2 separate regions of the Muntiacus reevesi genome follow, and region 1 is linked to region 2. Evidence: chromatin contacts called from public Hi-C data. All regions are on one chromosome and are shown on one strand. Each heading gives the region's core, a stretch centred on a gene start, on an enhancer-like site or on the middle of the called end of the contact. The rest is flanking DNA. Distances are from core to core; before and after follow the strand shown. Region 1 holds the start of PIP4P1 (phosphatidylinositol-4,5-bisphosphate 4-phosphatase 1). Region 2 holds the start of TOX4 (TOX high mobility group box family member 4).

What was found. Hi-C and Micro-C count contacts between places; a contact is called where the count stands out from the background.
Region 1: a Hi-C map of blood shows a contact between it and region 2, with 4 times the contacts expected there. The contact joins the promoter of PIP4P1 here to the promoter of TOX4 in region 2. A contact is called at or near these places in 2 of 3 Hi-C or Micro-C datasets (blood and muscle).

The regions. Positions count from the first base shown.
Region 1 is chr7:25,797,652-25,801,145 of mMunRee1.1, reverse strand. PIP4P1 (phosphatidylinositol-4,5-bisphosphate 4-phosphatase 1) reads right to left here and starts at 1,738. Exons shown (of 7, transcript XM_065940753.1): 1 at 1,472-1,738; 2 at 939-1,129; 3 at 469-575. The coding sequence starts at 1,613.
Region 2 is chr7:24,965,573-24,968,791 of mMunRee1.1, reverse strand. It overlaps TOX4 (TOX high mobility group box family member 4), which reads left to right and starts at 1,701. Exons shown (of 10, transcript XM_065941437.1): 1 at 1,701-1,840; 2 at 2,052-2,120. The coding sequence starts at 1,835. It overlaps RAB2B (RAB2B, member RAS oncogene family), which reads right to left and starts at 1,629. Exons shown (of 8, transcript XM_065941439.1): 1 at 1,382-1,629; 2 at 1,072-1,143. The coding sequence starts at 1,427.

The sequences.
Region 1 (3,494 bases), core at 489-2,988, 830 kb before region 2:
CTTCTCTGCATTGGAGAAGGAAATGGCAACCCACTCCAGCATTCTTGCCTGGAGAATTCCAGGGACAGCAGAGCCTGGTGGGCTGCCGTCTGTGGGGTTGCACAGAGTCAGACACGACTGAAGCGACTTGGCAGCAGCTTCTTCTCTGCACTGCCAGCCCTACCCCAGAGAATACTTGTGGGAAAAGCAGTGCTTAAATGTAAGGTCTCTAATGTCCCTTTTACCTCAGGATAATTCACCCAGTCTCTGAGACTTTCCATCTTCCTAAAGATGGAGTAGTCTTTTATCCTAACCTTTTTACTGAGACAAGAAAGATAGCTATAATGTTCTAGAGACACAGCAGCCCTTAGCTTTTTCTCCTAAGTAAACACCAGGCCCTCTCATCTTTACATTCTCTGTAAACATTCATCCTTCTTAGGCTTTCCAATTTTCCCCACTAATGCCCTTCCCCAAATTATTCCTCCTCACCAGTAGGGCCGAGGGCAGGCAATCCGCTGGGAAGTCACTTTGCAGATAAGGAGACAGTTGCAGGGACATCGAACATATTTTTTCCCTGGGGGTGCATTCTTGATTGGCTAGAGAATAATGGGGACATCAGTAAGCAAATCTCTAATTCCAATCCCTGTTCTCCCAAAAACACCTTCTGAGAAGAGATCAGAGAGAGAAAATCTTAGCCAGGACGCAGAAATGAAAGGCATATAACATGAGATTTACAAGCTAAAACTAAGCTTAAGTATAAAGACAGGTATGAAGATGAGGAATGGTACATATTAGCCTGGTGAGTGGCTTCTGGGGAAATGGTGTGTGAGACTCCTGGAACTGAAACCTGGGTTTCATGAAAGGTCCTTGGCCAATGCCTGAAGGTCTGGGTCTAGAATCAAGGGACTAGAAAGAGGATCCAGAAAACAGGGCCCGTTTCATAGATGTGTGTAACTCACAGTGGCTTCATTGCAGACGCCACATTTGACTACATGCTGATGCATCTTGCCTTCCACGTTGATGAGAGACTGGCAGACTCGGCAGGTGATCATGGGAGCACTCCCACTGTCCGGGCTGGTCAAAGGTGAATAGGGGGGTGGGTCTTCCCCAGGCAACACGGCCGGGTGTCCCTCGGGGAACGGGGGAAATGCTGGACAGGAAGGAAAAAAGAAGGGCTGGCATTACTTGAAGACACCCCCACTGATGCTACACGCAGTAAGGCAACTGTTTCTGGTCCTCAACCCTTCTGACAAGCTCAGCGTGATTGTTATGATCAGTGCTTCCATCAGACCCCTCAGAGCTCCCTTCTGCTCCCAAGCTGCGGTCTCGATTGCAGAGAGAAGGAAGCCTCACCCAGTCACAGGTGCAACAGCCCCGCACCTGGCGCTTGGGCCCCGCCTCCGCCCTCGGCCCCGCCCCCTCCGCCTGTCAGAGTACCCCTGGGAACACCTCGGACCCCGCCCCGGCTTACCCTGGGGCGGGGCATGTTTACCGGCTCCGTACGGTGGTGCGGAGGGGGTCAGGCCTCCCCCGGGCCCAGCCCCACTCCCGCCCGGCCCCACTAATCCGTTTCCACCGGCGCCACCGTCGATGGGCTCGGAGAGCAGGGGGGATCGCTCTCCATCTGCCGCCATGACCGCCACCGCCGCCTCCCACTTCGGCCAAAGATACGGCTCTTTTCGCCTCCGCCGTCACCGCAGCCACCGCCGCCGCCGCCGCTACCGGGTCCCCAGGGCGCCTGCGCGCCGCGCGCCCAGCTCGCCCCGCAACCAGTGGCCTGCCCCGCCCCGTTCCGCCCCGCAGCACGTGATAGGCTATCCCCGCCCTGCCGTGCTGTTATTGGCGGAGACTTAGCGATTTCTGGTCCTGTGAAGGCAGCTCTTGTTTTCCATTGGGAAGCTTGGCGCCAACGTCAACTGTCACATGACTTTCAGGACGCCGCTGGGCCTGCAAAAACTGCACGTGACGAGAAGTTCTTCGAACCATTGGAAGCGTGGCCCATCGCGCTACCTCCAGACCAGGAGGTGGGGCAGGGCTGCTTCAGCTCACTGGTCACGTGTTTCAGGAAGCCGCCTGTGATCTGTTGGTACCCCCAGAGCCGGCGCACAATCATTGCTCTTCATTGGTCCGAAGACACCACTAAAAGACTTTTCTACTCTTTGCGGTTATGGTTGGCCTCTCATTGGCTGGAGGATTCCCTTCCTGGGCCTGCGATCTTGGGGCGCAACTTTATTGGCCCGAACTTAGCCCCAGAACCTGGGGGCGTGGCTCAAAGAGAGGCGGTGAACGCCTGAGGAAGAGAGCGCTGTTGTGAGCACCGAGAGTAGAAAGGATAGGCAACAGTTAGCCGCTCTACTCGAAGGAATACCTCTGAAAAGTCAGAGTGAAGATATGCCAGGAAGAAATGGATTAAAACGGTAAGATGTTTACCCTAGTCTTCCTCGCTGAAGTCACCTCGAACAGGACACAAGACCGGCTTCTCCAGAAAGCTGCCTTGCAGAATCCACCCTTCTAGCGTCACCGGTTAAATTGTGAAATTTTCTTTACATGAATCTGTTTCTGTCACTACAGGGGTGTCTCATCGTTTTACTCGGTTTTCTGGCCCCCAGTTGTAAACATATATGCGTGATAAGAGTGTTTTGACTGAGTTACCAATCAAGTCCAAGGATATTTTTGTTCGTGTTTGGCGTAGAGACAGTCTTTAGACTTGTCTCAACTTCACCACCAGCCACGAGACTGCTAACAGAGTTTATTCTAACAAGCATAGGAAAAGATCTTAAGCAGCTCCTGTGTTAAAACATACAGCCAATCCACCTAGCCATTCTCCTGTTCATCCATAGTCATCCAACCTCTACTTGCATAGCAAATAAGACTACTTTTCAAATCTATCAAGGTCATCCATTTCTGTCTGGGTAGCCAGACAGAAATGAAATGTGTAGAGTCCCCTCCTGTGGCTTAAAGGAACTTTTTGTTTCAACTTTGTTGAGGATTCAAGGTTCTTTCTGTTGTGGGTAGAGCAGGTACAGATGGACAAAGTTATTATGCAATTATTTAGAAGGATTTCCTTAATCATATGAATGCAGGGTGAGTAGACTGTTACTCTGGGATTGATGGTGGATGATAGAGTAAAAGTGAGTCACCTTAAAGAGAATTTGTTTCACAATGTAACTCATTTCCTTTAGTTAACCAAGTGCGGAATGGAAAGACCTCATTGTCATAGAAGGGAGTACCCAGAGATCAAAGGAAGTTGGTTCAGCTCATACTCTTGGGAAATAGCTGACTGCTTTGAACAGGAACATTTTAGCAGATCTGTTAACCATAGGGGCTCCTTGACAGAGAATAATTCTCAATGGCTTCCTTTCCCTGAAGAAACCCTCAGGTGAGGGTTTTACCTTATCCTTTTCAAGAAACCAAAGCAGAACCCTAAGGGTCTCTCAGTAACCTCTAAACCCAACCTTTGGGGACCAGCTTTCTTCAACCTCATGTGGTTGTTACAACACATGAATTACAACATT
Region 2 (3,219 bases), core at 452-2,951:
AACCCCTTTGCCTGGCTAGTTCCTGCTCATGCTTCCATTTTCAGCTTTTCCTGATAGATGTGGCAGCCTCTTATCCCCTTTTGCAATAGTAATTTATTCATTGATATCTGCCCCCAGCCTCACCTCACCTCCTACACTGGAGCTTCAATGTAGGCACGTTTGCCTTGTTAAGCAATGTATCACTTAGCACCTAGCACATTGTGGTTGTTCACAATAGTCATTTACAAAAATATTTTCCTGTTGATACCAAATCCTTTTCTAACCACTTTAGTTATTTGGCTCTGAATCAGTATTGTGGGATCAGTAGTAGCTTCAGATTTCAATAATGTGGGTCTTGGAAGTGGCGATATAGTAAGAATGGGAGCTAGGGATTTTATTCTGAAACTGCACCTGCATGGCAAGAAGACTAGTTTTATGTACATAATCTTTATTTGGGTTGGAGTTATGCAGATTATGGGGAATGGGTTGTTAAAATTCACTAACAACCCATTGTGATAGGTCATCCCATATCACAAATTTGTGGAAGATGTTCACATTTCCCACGATTACCAGAGTGTTGTTGTTGTTGTTTTTTTTTTTTACCAGAGTGTTTTTGAAACTCATGATTATCATATAGTTACCAGTTTCATGTACCTTTTATTCTAGGTCTGGGATGGCTCTTCCATTTGCTTCCTCCTCTCCAACACACACACACAAAATCTATACGGTAGTGATTACTTTGAAAAAGTAATGAGGTTCACACTAATTTACCGCAGAGTAAGGCGAGTTTTTTAATTAACATATGTTTTCATAGGATTTTACATAAACATACAAATCACATTTGTTTTAAAAAAAATCCTAAGGCAACTAACCCATACCTCACGGTCATCTCTAAATCTAGGCACCTTTCAATTACTTACTCCCCATTACACTACTGCCCATTTCTCAGCATTTAGTCACTCTTCACTTAGCATAACTTTGGACTAACCCCAAAATAGGGAGACATAACTTTTCTACCCCGAACACTAAAGCTGCTAACTTTCTACTTATTCAGATTTCATAATCTATTCTAAGAGAGGTATATGCGCTTACCTATTGTGAGGTCGTGGACAGGTTGGAACCGCTTGTCTGTAAACTGCAGGAGGAGACATGACTTCCCCACACCTGAAAGAAGACGACGCGTGCGCTAGGAGTTAGGCAGCGAGAACAGACCAGTGTCGGGGCGTCCAGGACTGGGGAAGGGGGGCTCTGGGGAAGGGGAGCCCCGAGCCCCGCCCCCGGCGGCCCGCCCCGCCCCCGCTTCACTCAATCGCCCAGCCCACTAAATGAGCCCCGCCCCCAAGCCCCGATTTGGGTGTTTCGGATCCCCGCGCCAGCTTGAGGATTGTCGCCCGCGGGTTACCTGTGTCTCCGATGATGATGTACTTGAAGAGATAAGCATAAGTCATGGTCCCTTTTGCTCTGGATTCCGGGTCCGCCCGACTTCTACGGCCACTTACCTCCGGCCTCTCTAGCCGCTCAATCTATCGACCTCCGGCCCCTCTAGCCCAGTTAACGTCTCTATTGCTCCCCCTCGAAATCCCGTTTCGGTCGGAGCGACGGTAATACCCAGATACCACCTCCGGGGACGCCTCTAACACTCCTACATGCCATTATCCCACCAAGCTCCAGGAGGCGGTAGCTAGCCTTTCAGTCCGCTCGGCCTTCCCGGGCCTGACTCGCAACAGCCCAAGGCGCTCCTTCCAATCAGCGGAGAGCGACGCACGACGTTGCGGAAGTGACGGCAGTTCCGTGTCCTCTGTAGGGGCGGTGGGAGTGATGAGTCCACTGAGATCCTGGTAGCCGTTGTGTGAAGATGGAGGTAGGCTCCTGATCGTTAAGAAGGCTGGCGAGAGAGCGCAGCTAACGGGGTTGAAGCCGAAGTGGGAAGCCGGGCGGAGCGGCGGCAGACGGGAGGGGAGAGAGAGCGGGGTTTGGGGGGTGTTGTCATAATGTCTGGGTCAGAATCCGTCGCTCCGAGCTAACTCCCTGCTTCCCCTAACTTATCCCCGCGGCTTTCTTTTGGTTTCCAGTTTCCCGGAGGAAATGACAATTACCTGACGATCACAGGGCCCTCGCACCCTTTCCTGTCCGGGGCCGAGGTGAGCATGAGTTCCTGACGCTGCGCGGAGTGGGCGGGAGGCAGCGGTGGGGTAGGGTGATGGGGAGAGAGCTAGGACGCCAGGGCCCGGGGGTTGGGAACCGGAGGCTGCGATTGATGTTTGGAGAAAAGTGGCAGCTGCCTTCAGAGCCTATGACTACGCGGAAGGCCAGGAAGGCTGCTGTCATTAAAAAAAAACAGGACGCTGGTAAAAGCTAACCTATTTTAGAGCGATTCTGTATTGGAGTATAGAGTGAAATTGTCTCCTTTCGTGGAGGAGAAACAAGTACAGTAATGGGAGATCGCAGTAGGGAGAGAACGTTTCCGCCAAAGAAATCTGGGAGAGGGCAGGAGTTTACCTAACATTTTAACTGTGGAATGTGTTCATTCTTAAACCGTACTCTGTTGAAGGGGTCTGTGTTTCATTAAAACTTCCTACTTAACGATTTTTAGAAAAGTTACTGGTTATGTTTACTTAGAGTGTTAGCTTGTTGTGCTAGTGAGAGAATGAAAGGAAATATTTGCGAGAAAACATGGGAGTTAAGTAGAACGTGCATTTCTGTTTGCCAGTGCCTCAGAGTTTGGGTAGGTTACTTCACCCTTGTGTGTCTGTTTCCCTAGCTGTCAGATAGTTTTAATAATAGTTTCTTACTATGTTGTGAAGTAGAAGTAATGATCATGGTGAGGTCCTTTAGTGTTCGTGGAAAAGGTTTAATTGAAATGTCATAAATATGTATGATTTGTTTAGACAAGGCAATAGAAAAGGATGGAACAAAAATAAATTAAGTCTTTGAGAAACTGAAATCTTGAACTTTCTACTGCCTTTTGAGAATTTTAAATTGTTTTAAAACTTGGCATAAACTATTTGATCACTTTTTTGTATCAAGAATTCTCAATTGTTGTTGAATGAACTTATCCATAGGGTCGCAAAGAGTTGGACAGGACTGAAGCGACTTGGCACGCATTCATCAACTTATCCTGTAACAAACCTTAATGCTTTCATGTATGAGAATTAGATGGACAAGGAGGGGGTTTTGCTAGTTGTTTTTTTTTTTTCACTTTATTGTGATTACTATTTATTTTTACATTCCTAAGTAAAG